3 separate regions of the Mus musculus genome follow, and all the other regions are linked to region 3. A link is a contact called in public HiChIP or PLAC-seq data. All regions are on one chromosome and are shown on one strand. The core of a region is the stretch at or near the end of the contact, and the rest is flanking DNA. Distances in the headings are between cores, read along the strand shown. Region 1 holds the start of 1700001O22Rik (RIKEN cDNA 1700001O22 gene). Region 2 holds the start of Spaca9 (sperm acrosome associated 9). Region 3 holds the start of Trub2 (TruB pseudouridine (psi) synthase family member 2).

Region 1 (2,700 bases), core at 181-2,680, 1.0 Mb after region 3:
TATAGCCAGAGGGGATTTCTGAATAAACAAAAGACTGGCTGTCTGGCAGTCCAGCAGTTTGGGGGCAGTTATGAGTTCATGGCCAGTTAGATGCTTCGATGGCTAGGTGGATGGAGATTCACAATAGCTTATAGAAGACCTGGTTTGTGAGTAAGGGGTTAGGTGCGTGAAAGGATGGATAGGTGAGTGGATCGATAGATACACGGTAAATCCATTACTAAATGTCTGGAAACAAGGGAGCGAACGAATGCCTTCCTGTTCCCATTCCCAGAACTCATGGCTTGGGGAAATGATAGAAGTGATTGTTAGGCAAGCCTATGACCTCCTTTCCATCCCCCAAGCCCACGTGATGGTGGGAGGAGAGAGTCAACGCTACAAAATTATAGCACGTGTGTACTCACAACAGCTACTACTCACGGATGGGCCTTTTTGGCTCTGGCAAGTTCACCTCTTGGGAGCCCCAGGGTAGTCTTCTCTTTAAAATTGTTGTCCCAGTGCAATGGTTTGTCCCTCAAAGAGAAAGAAGTCACAGCTGATGTGAGCAGAGGCCCACCTTGGTAGCACTCAAGGCAACCCCTCCTTCATCAAGAGGGTCCCCTCCGCTTACCACAGGTCTGGGAGGAATAAGCAGCTGGAAGACCGAGAAGCTAGGCAGTGATTTGATGTACTCCTAGGGTTATGTGGCGCTGAGGGTGCTGGGTGGGGACAACAGGAGGAGGAAGGAAAGGAGAAGGGGGAGGAGGAGAGCCCGTTGAGATGGAGACAGTCCTCGCTTGGGAACCCCAGACTCCGCGCACACACACCCACTCCCCACCCCATCCCCCCGGCCTCACGGTCCGCCTCTGGGTCTGCGCTCTCGGCGCTCAGGTGGTGCAGGAAGTGGCGGAACTTGTTGGGCAGCAGCTTCCCCAGCAGCGTGCCCAGGGAGTCAGGGTTGTCGCGGGCTGCAGGCTGCCGGTTCCCCCGAGTTCCCGCCTCCCGGGCCGAGCTGCTCGGCTGCAGCGACGGCAGTAGCAGTGCGCGCGCGGTCCCACGGTCTCGCCGAGCGTTCGGGGACTCGGGGGACCCGCAAGGCAGGCGCTGGGACTTGCGGTCCCGCCGCCACGCGCCGTCTACATCTCGCCCCACACGGCCTTCGAGCATTGGCAGCAGCATCGGCAGCCGCTTAACAGGGCGGCGCTGGGTGGTCCCGTCGGGATATCCCTTGGGCTTGTAGGCCGGGGTCCCCTCCATGGACTGGCGCCGGAACATCCTGAGTCAGAGCTCGGCTCAGGACACCTTCGCGCCCGGGGGACGCGCAGGGGCGAGCGGGGCCGCAGGAAGGTCGTATTCCAGCCCGCAGTCCATAGCGCCGGGAAGGGGCAGCAGAAGCCGACTCCGGCAGGACCCTAGCCTGCTGTGTCCCGGCGCAAAGGCGGTGAGGGCGGGAACGCCAGCCCTTTGGGGCGGCTGTGACGTTGACATGAGCTAGAGCACGCGGAGCGCCTGGCACAGTGCAGAGCTCTCTGCACCTGCTGGCCTAAGACCGCCTTTCCTATCACTTAGCACACTTGGGAGAGGGTTTGTCTAGAATGTGCAAGAAACTGAGCGTGGCGGCCCATGCCTGTGATTTCAGCACTTGGGAGGCAGTTGCATAGGCTAGAGAAACAGATCAGCGAGAGGACCGGACTTAGATTCCCATACCGTATATACAGAACAACTCACAGCCTCCAGTGCCAAAGTTATCCGCCACTCTTCTAGCCTCAAGGTCACCAGGCACGCACAAAATGCACTGCCATGGAGGCAAAACACTCATACTCATATTTTTTTTTTTTAAATTAAGGCTATTGTCAGGAAGTGGTGGCACATGCTTTTAATCCCAGCACTCAGGAGGCTGAAGCTGGTGGATCTCAGAGTTCGAGGCCAGCCTGGTCTACAAAGTGAGTTTCAGGACTAAACAGAGAAACCTTGTCTTGAAAAACAAAACAAAACAAAAAACCTCAAGGCTATTAAGTGTGGTAGTGCACAGCTTTAGCTCTAGCACTTGGGAGGCAGAGGCAGGCATCTCTCTCAGTTTGTGGCTACCCTGGTCTACATATGAATTCCAGGCCAGCCAGAGCTACATAGTAAGAACCTGTCTCAAACACAGGGCAATGGTGGCACACACCTTTAACCCCAGCACTTGGGAGGCAGAGGTAGGCGGATTTCTGAGTTCAAGGCCAGCCTGGTCTACAGAGTGAGTTCCAGGACAGCCAGGGTTACACAGAGAAACCCTGCCTCAAAAACAAAACAAAACAAAAACCAAAACAAGAGAGAGAGAGAGAGAGAGAGAGAGAGAGAGAGAACCTGTCTCAAAATAAACAATTCAAGGTTGTGCTTGGCTATATACCAACTTCAAGGTCAGCGTGGGCTAAATGAAATCCTGTCTAAAAAATATGATTTAGAACAGTGTTTCTCAACCTGTGGGTTGTGACCCTTGTGAGGGTCACAACGGCCTTTTCACAGGGGTCACCTAAGACCATCAGAAAACACAGATATTTACATTACAATTCACAACAGTAGCAACATTACAGTTACAGTTAGAGGTTGCAATGGAAATAGTTATATATTTGGGGTCAACACAGCATGAGGGAGCGTGCATAGGGAGGCTGAGAACCACTGACTTAGCGTTTTGTTTCTGCTCCAATCCTTAATAGTCTTGAGATCTGGGCAACCAGAGAG
Region 2 (2,700 bases), core at 86-2,585, 1.1 Mb before region 3:
TTTAATTGATTTGTATTTTTCCAGGCTGCTAAAGAAGATTAGATCGCAGTATGAAAAGCGCCTAGGGCTTAAAATAAATGAGCGGAGACGAAAGCCACTTCAAAAATGTCCAGGAAGCACACTGAACCCCCCCCCCCCCAGTGCAAGCTGCAGTGTGGCTGCTGCTTTCTTTGTTGGGGAGGCCTCATCTTTGCTTCCCCAGCTGACAAGTCTACCGAGGCCTGAGGCCTTTGAGGAAGCAGGTCTCGGGGACAGAGGGCTGCGCTGTGGCTTTACATGGGCAGGTGTCATTATCCCAGGTCAGAACGCTAGCTCTCAGCCTTGAGGCTCCCTCTGATTTCATTCTCAGCCCCTGGGCAAGACTTTTCCCCTTTGCTAGGCCTTAGCCTCTGTTTCTGTAAAAGGTGGGGGATTGGATAGAAACTCTTCAAGCTATTGAAACTTCCTCTCTGTGCCCAGCAGCTGTCGAGGGAAGAAATCCAGAAAGAGGAAATGACTTGCCCAAAGCCACCAGCTAACTCCTCTGGCCTGTCTTATTCTGCAGTGTCTTGTCTGTCTTCGGAGCAGAAGGTTTTCATCTGACTTGACACTGCCTGGTGCTGTGGCCCCCGGAGCCCCTGAGAGCTCCTCCAGCTTGACCCATGCAAACAGGTGAGCTACAGGAGCAGGAGTGACTCGGTCCCCAGCACTTGCTGCTCTTCCAGAGGGCCTGGGTTTAGTTCTCAGCACCTAGATCTATTGGCTCACTGCTTGCAACTCTGGCTCCAGGGTTCCAAAGTCCCTTTCCCAGCCTCTGCTCTTCCTCTGTCCCACCCTTATACACATTAATACATAAAGATAAAACTTGTGAGACAGGAACGATTGTTGTCCAAAGTGAGGTGAGATTAAGATTAGTCTAAAGATTAAGTGAGATATCACTATGTACCCACACTGTCCACTCCCTATAGGCCAGTCACTGTCGGGGACTTCAGGGTAGTTGTGGGAGGAATGCCTGAGTGTTCCCCACTGCTCAGGGTAGAAACTTAGGCTCACTGTAAATCTGTCAAATTTACAACATCTAGAGTTGGACTTGTGGCTATCATCGTAGGCTGTGTGTACCTCCCTCTGGGTTACTACACAGAGTCCTTCCTCCACGATGCCACCCTTGCCTCTTCCACAGCTACACGCAGCTTTCCTCCCCCTAGGCCAGGACACCTCCACCTCTTTCTCCCCCACTCCCATAGTGTTTTCGACCCAGCTCGTCGCCGGCGCTCCATCCCCCTTTACCCTGGTTTGACTTGGACTGGCCTTCGCCTCACAGAGTGCCCAGAAGCTTGCAGTGCCTCCGTGGGTGTGCGGCCCCGAGGGCGGGAAGGCCCCTCAGGAAATGGGCGTGGGCGGGGTCGAGGCCATAGAGGCCAGGCAGGCTTGGCCGATTGTGACCACAGGTGCTATGGCAACCCGGTCACATGACTCGGCCGGCCGCCCAAACCAGGAGACCCGCCCAGTTTCCCCCCACCCCCACCCCCATATGATCTGGGCGCATATGACTTTTCCTCCTGTAGAAACCGGTCCCACGTCTGCCCCAGCGTCTTTCATTTAAAGATGGGGAAACTGAGATCCAGGGAGCAGGGTCAGCTTCCAGCGCCCAGATCCGCACAGTTGGCTACACCAGAAGCAGGATTTATTCTGTCATCCGATCCCCCATTGCTCTGTAGCTCCACAGGCGTTCTGGGGTTTGCTTTGTGGCCCTGGGGAGGGAGAGCCGACTGCAGATCAGGACCTCGGTGGATGGAATCCGGGACCAGGACTCGCCCCAGCTGAGGCGCTCACCGATGACGCATAGCTTGGCGTCCCAGCAACGCCGTTACTAAGGAGCGGAGCGCTGTCGGAAACATGGATGCAACCACAGCCCCTCATCGCATTCCCCCGGAAATGCCTCAGTACGGGGAAGACTACTACATTTTCGAGATGATGCAGGTGATCAGGCGCCCGAGGATAGGGAATACGGCTACCGGGCCGGGCCGGCAGCATGGTCTGGGGGGAAATCCCTTTCCTCAGTTTCCCCACCTGTGAAATGGCGCAGTAGTCTCCAGGGCCTCTTCTGGCATTGTATGGGAAACCTCAGCCGGTTCCTGAGCCCTGAGTCTTACCTAAGCTGGGCCTTGGAAGCCCTAACAAGCTAGGCTCACCCACCTCACTCCAAGACCAGTTAAAGAGATAAGCAACAGAAAAAAAGAAAAAGTCAGAGAAAGGCTTATTTCCTGTGACCACAATGGAAGGAGGAACACGTTCAAGAAGTTCAGTGACCTGCTTCCCGGGGCTAGTTTTGGGGTCCACACAAGTCTAGTGTGATCCCGCACCTCACTGACCCATATCTGTCTCCGTTCCACTCCCTCCTGCAAGGTGGTCTGACAAGTTGGAGGAAAACTTCCCAGGAGACCCGCCCCTCTGGCTGGTGCCAGCCTTTTCCTTCTCCTGGCATGAGGTTCCTGGGAAATTCCAGTTCCCAGGACCAAACCGATTGTCTCAGCCGTCAGGCAAAAGACACATGTGTTTTGTCTCATGAGGGTGTCTTTGACCCTGTTAGGACAAGTAGGGGACCGTATAAGTTTTAGATGGCATCCCTATCCAGGTGGTCTCCTCTGGGGCAGCATATTTTCTACATAGCCTCTATCCTCAGAATTGGCCTTTTGAAAGCCCTCGTCCCTCATCCCTTAT
Region 3 (2,700 bases), core at 14-2,513:
AGAAATCTAACTCAGGCCAGGGATTTCCTCTAACATCACGGCCAGGGTCCTGTCTGACTCTGCCTTACCAAGTCTGTGGGTGGTGAGGGAGGGTACATTGGTGGCTCTGAGAGTCAACTTCTTCTCTTCACTGCCTTCCACAGGGCCTAGCAAGAAGCGAACACGCTGATCAGGAGCAGGAGGCTGCTGGGCATTGAGACCTAAGCACAAAAGAACACAGTCAGTACTTTTCCAACCCGCAAGAGAAGGGGTAGAGAGATGGTAGCATAGAAGATGGATTTGTGTATCGTAGAAAACGTACTATGACTCCTTCAGAAGCCAGGTATCATTAATTCCAGCACTGGGGAGGCAAGAGGCGGGCCTATCTCTGAATTCAAGGCCTGACTGATCTACAGAGTTATTTCCAGGGCAGCCAGGGGTATACAGAGAAACCATTCTCTAAAAAGTGAAGAACAAACAAACAAAACAAAAATCCTAGGTTGGAAGTGTAGCTCAATTCATGGAGTGTTTGCACAATACGCAAGACGCCCCGGGTTCCATCCCCAGCACCCTAATGGGAGGTGGTACTACACAGATGTAGTCTAAGACCTTGGGTAGTGAAGGCAGGACAGTCAAAAGTTCAAGGTTATCTTCATCTTACATAGCAAATTTGAGGCTACATGACAGTTTTTAAGAAAATAAAAGAAAGGAAAAAAAGGCAAAGAAAAAAATTGGTGTTTGAGGGTCGGGGTGGTGGTCACGCTTGTGATCCCAGCATCTGGCAGGTGGAGTCAGGAGAGTCAGAATTCTCAGTGCCTCACTGATTTCAAGGTCGGATTAATTAGAAAAGACCCTGTCTCAAAAGGCAAAAAAAAAAAAAAAAAAAAAAAAAGTTCAAATTCTAACTCTGTAACAGAAACCGCGAAAAAAAACCCAACACTATAGAATGAATTTCTCTAAAGGAAAATAGCGGAGAGTGGGTAGTAACGAAATGTGTACAAGAGAAAAAAAACAAACAAACAAGAAACAGCTACAACCCGGCAAACGAACCACGTGACCTCACTCCACATCAGAAAGAACTAAAGCAAAACCGTGGGTCCGCGTCGGAGTTCTCACCTTTAAGCAGTTGCAACTCCACGGTCTCACGCAAGTGCAGCCACTTCAGCCCCGGAGGTTTATAGACAGCGAAGAGCCCCTGCAGCCGAGCTAGGCCAGAAGAACCCATGGCTGGAACTCAGCGGTTCAACATCATCCAGAAGCGGGGATGCGGGCGGAAGTGCTGCGTGGTCCTTTCCCAAATGTGGTCCCTACTGTAGGTAGCCGCCTTGTTTCCTTGGCAGGAAGAGGTTCTTTTCTTATTGCCCTCCGGGGGGGAAATAAGAGATGGAGAAGAAAATAGGGCCGGATATCGAGCAACCGAATTCTCGGTTATGTTATTTTTGAATTCTTTTCAGGAGTTTTTTGTTTGTTTGTTTCTCATATATCCCAGGCTGCCCTCAAACTTGCTAAGTTGCCGAGAATTCATTACTTTTCTGTCTCCACTTTTCCAAGATCTGGAGTGACGAGTAATTCACATCAGGCTTGGTTTTTGAGACAAGGTCTCTAGTACTGCCTTCGTACTTAAGAAATAGCCAAGAAGGATCTCGAACTGATCCTACGGCCTCCAGGTTTCAAATGCTGGGTTGACAGGCCTACGTTATAAATAACGCCTGGCTCACAGCAGTTGTTTTACTTCAGTGGCAAACAGATCTTGTGGCTTTCCTTCTCATGCTCCTGTCCATATTACAACATCTCCGATCAAAAAGCCACAGTGAGTGCAGTGTCCCAGGAGTCTTTTGACTTCTCGGGCCTCCGTAGTACCTGCGGAGCCCCGCCTAACCACGCGGACGTCCGCTGCCATGGCGACCCTGCTGCTGCTTCGCTCCCTGCGCCTCCACCGCAGTCTTCGGCCCCGTACGCGGCCAGCTGTAGGTGAGCAGCTCTGATTCCAGTGTCCGCGGCGACCAGAGGGACCGGACTCCTCTCACCTTTACCTCTTTTCTGCTCGCAGATGTACCCCTCAGGGCCGGGAGCCATGGCGCCCGCCTGCTGTACCCGGACCACATCCCAACCACCCCGCTGCAAAAGATGCTGCTGGCTGCGGGCGCGGCGGGAATGGCTCTCTACAACCCCTATCGCCACGGTAAGACGGTTTACTCTTCGGTCTCGAAAGCTGGGACCGGTGAAGACTTGGTTTGTGGGCATCCAAACCTGGCTGCGCCTATCATATTTCCCAGGATCGTTTATGATAATCAGGTGCCTGATTCTAGCTAGAACTGTTTTGGGTCTTCTGGGCACAGGGAGGAGAGGAAGAAAGAAACGTGAAGTCTACAAGTCTGCCTTTTTGTAATTCTTGGAAGAGTGTCACCCTAGCATATTAATCTCTGGGCTGAATGACCAGGTACACACCAAATTACAGCATTCTCACTGGGTAGTAAGTAAACTTGGTAAGGGCCATGATCTTCAGGATTTTCTTTGCTGAAACAGTTCAAGATCAGCTTCTTTTTGTTTGTTTGGCTTTGGTTTTTTCAAGACAGGGTTTCTCTGTGTAGCCCTGGCTGTCCTGGAACTCATTCTGTAAACCAGGCTGACCTCGAACTCAGAAATCCGCCTGCCTCTGCCTCCCAAGTGCTGGGATTAAAGGCATGCGCCACCACTGCCTGGCAAGATCAGCTTCTTTTT

Evidence for each region. HiChIP or PLAC-seq counts read pairs in DNA pulled down with a chosen protein or histone mark.
Region 1: an HNF4G HiChIP or PLAC-seq map of pancreatic cancer cells shows a contact between it and region 3. The contact joins the promoter of 1700001O22Rik here to the promoter of Trub2 in region 3. A contact is called at or near these places in 1 of 39 promoter capture datasets (pre-B cells), 1 of 115 datasets of contacts at active chromatin or transcription factors (pancreatic cancer cells) and 1 of 9 other capture datasets (liver).
Region 2: a FOXA1 HiChIP or PLAC-seq map of pancreatic cancer cells shows a contact between it and region 3. The contact joins the promoter of Spaca9 here to the promoter of Trub2 in region 3. A contact is called at or near these places in 1 of 39 promoter capture datasets (hippocampal neurons), 1 of 115 datasets of contacts at active chromatin or transcription factors (pancreatic cancer cells) and 2 of 9 other capture datasets (adipose tissue and liver).

What each region holds. Positions count from the first base shown.
Region 1 is chr2:30,800,307-30,803,006 of GRCm38.p6, forward strand. It overlaps 1700001O22Rik (RIKEN cDNA 1700001O22 gene), which reads right to left and starts at 1,431. Exons shown (of 7, transcript NM_198000.3): 1 at 834-1,431; 2 at 608-695; 3 at 418-510. The coding sequence starts at 1,251.
Region 2 is chr2:28,698,316-28,701,015 of GRCm38.p6, forward strand. Spaca9 (sperm acrosome associated 9) reads right to left here and starts at 1,336. Exons shown (of 5, transcript NM_027283.1): 1 at 1,267-1,336. It overlaps Ak8 (adenylate kinase 8), which reads left to right and starts at 1,846. Exons shown (of 13, transcript NM_001033874.2): 1 at 1,846-1,959. The coding sequence starts at 1,876.
Region 3 is chr2:29,786,408-29,789,107 of GRCm38.p6, forward strand. It overlaps Trub2 (TruB pseudouridine (psi) synthase family member 2), which reads right to left and starts at 1,264. Exons shown (of 8, transcript NM_145520.5): 1 at 1,096-1,264; 2 at 69-200. The coding sequence starts at 1,204. Coq4 (coenzyme Q4) reads left to right here and starts at 1,086. Exons shown (of 7, transcript NM_178693.5): 1 at 1,086-1,950; 2 at 2,030-2,161. The coding sequence starts at 1,878.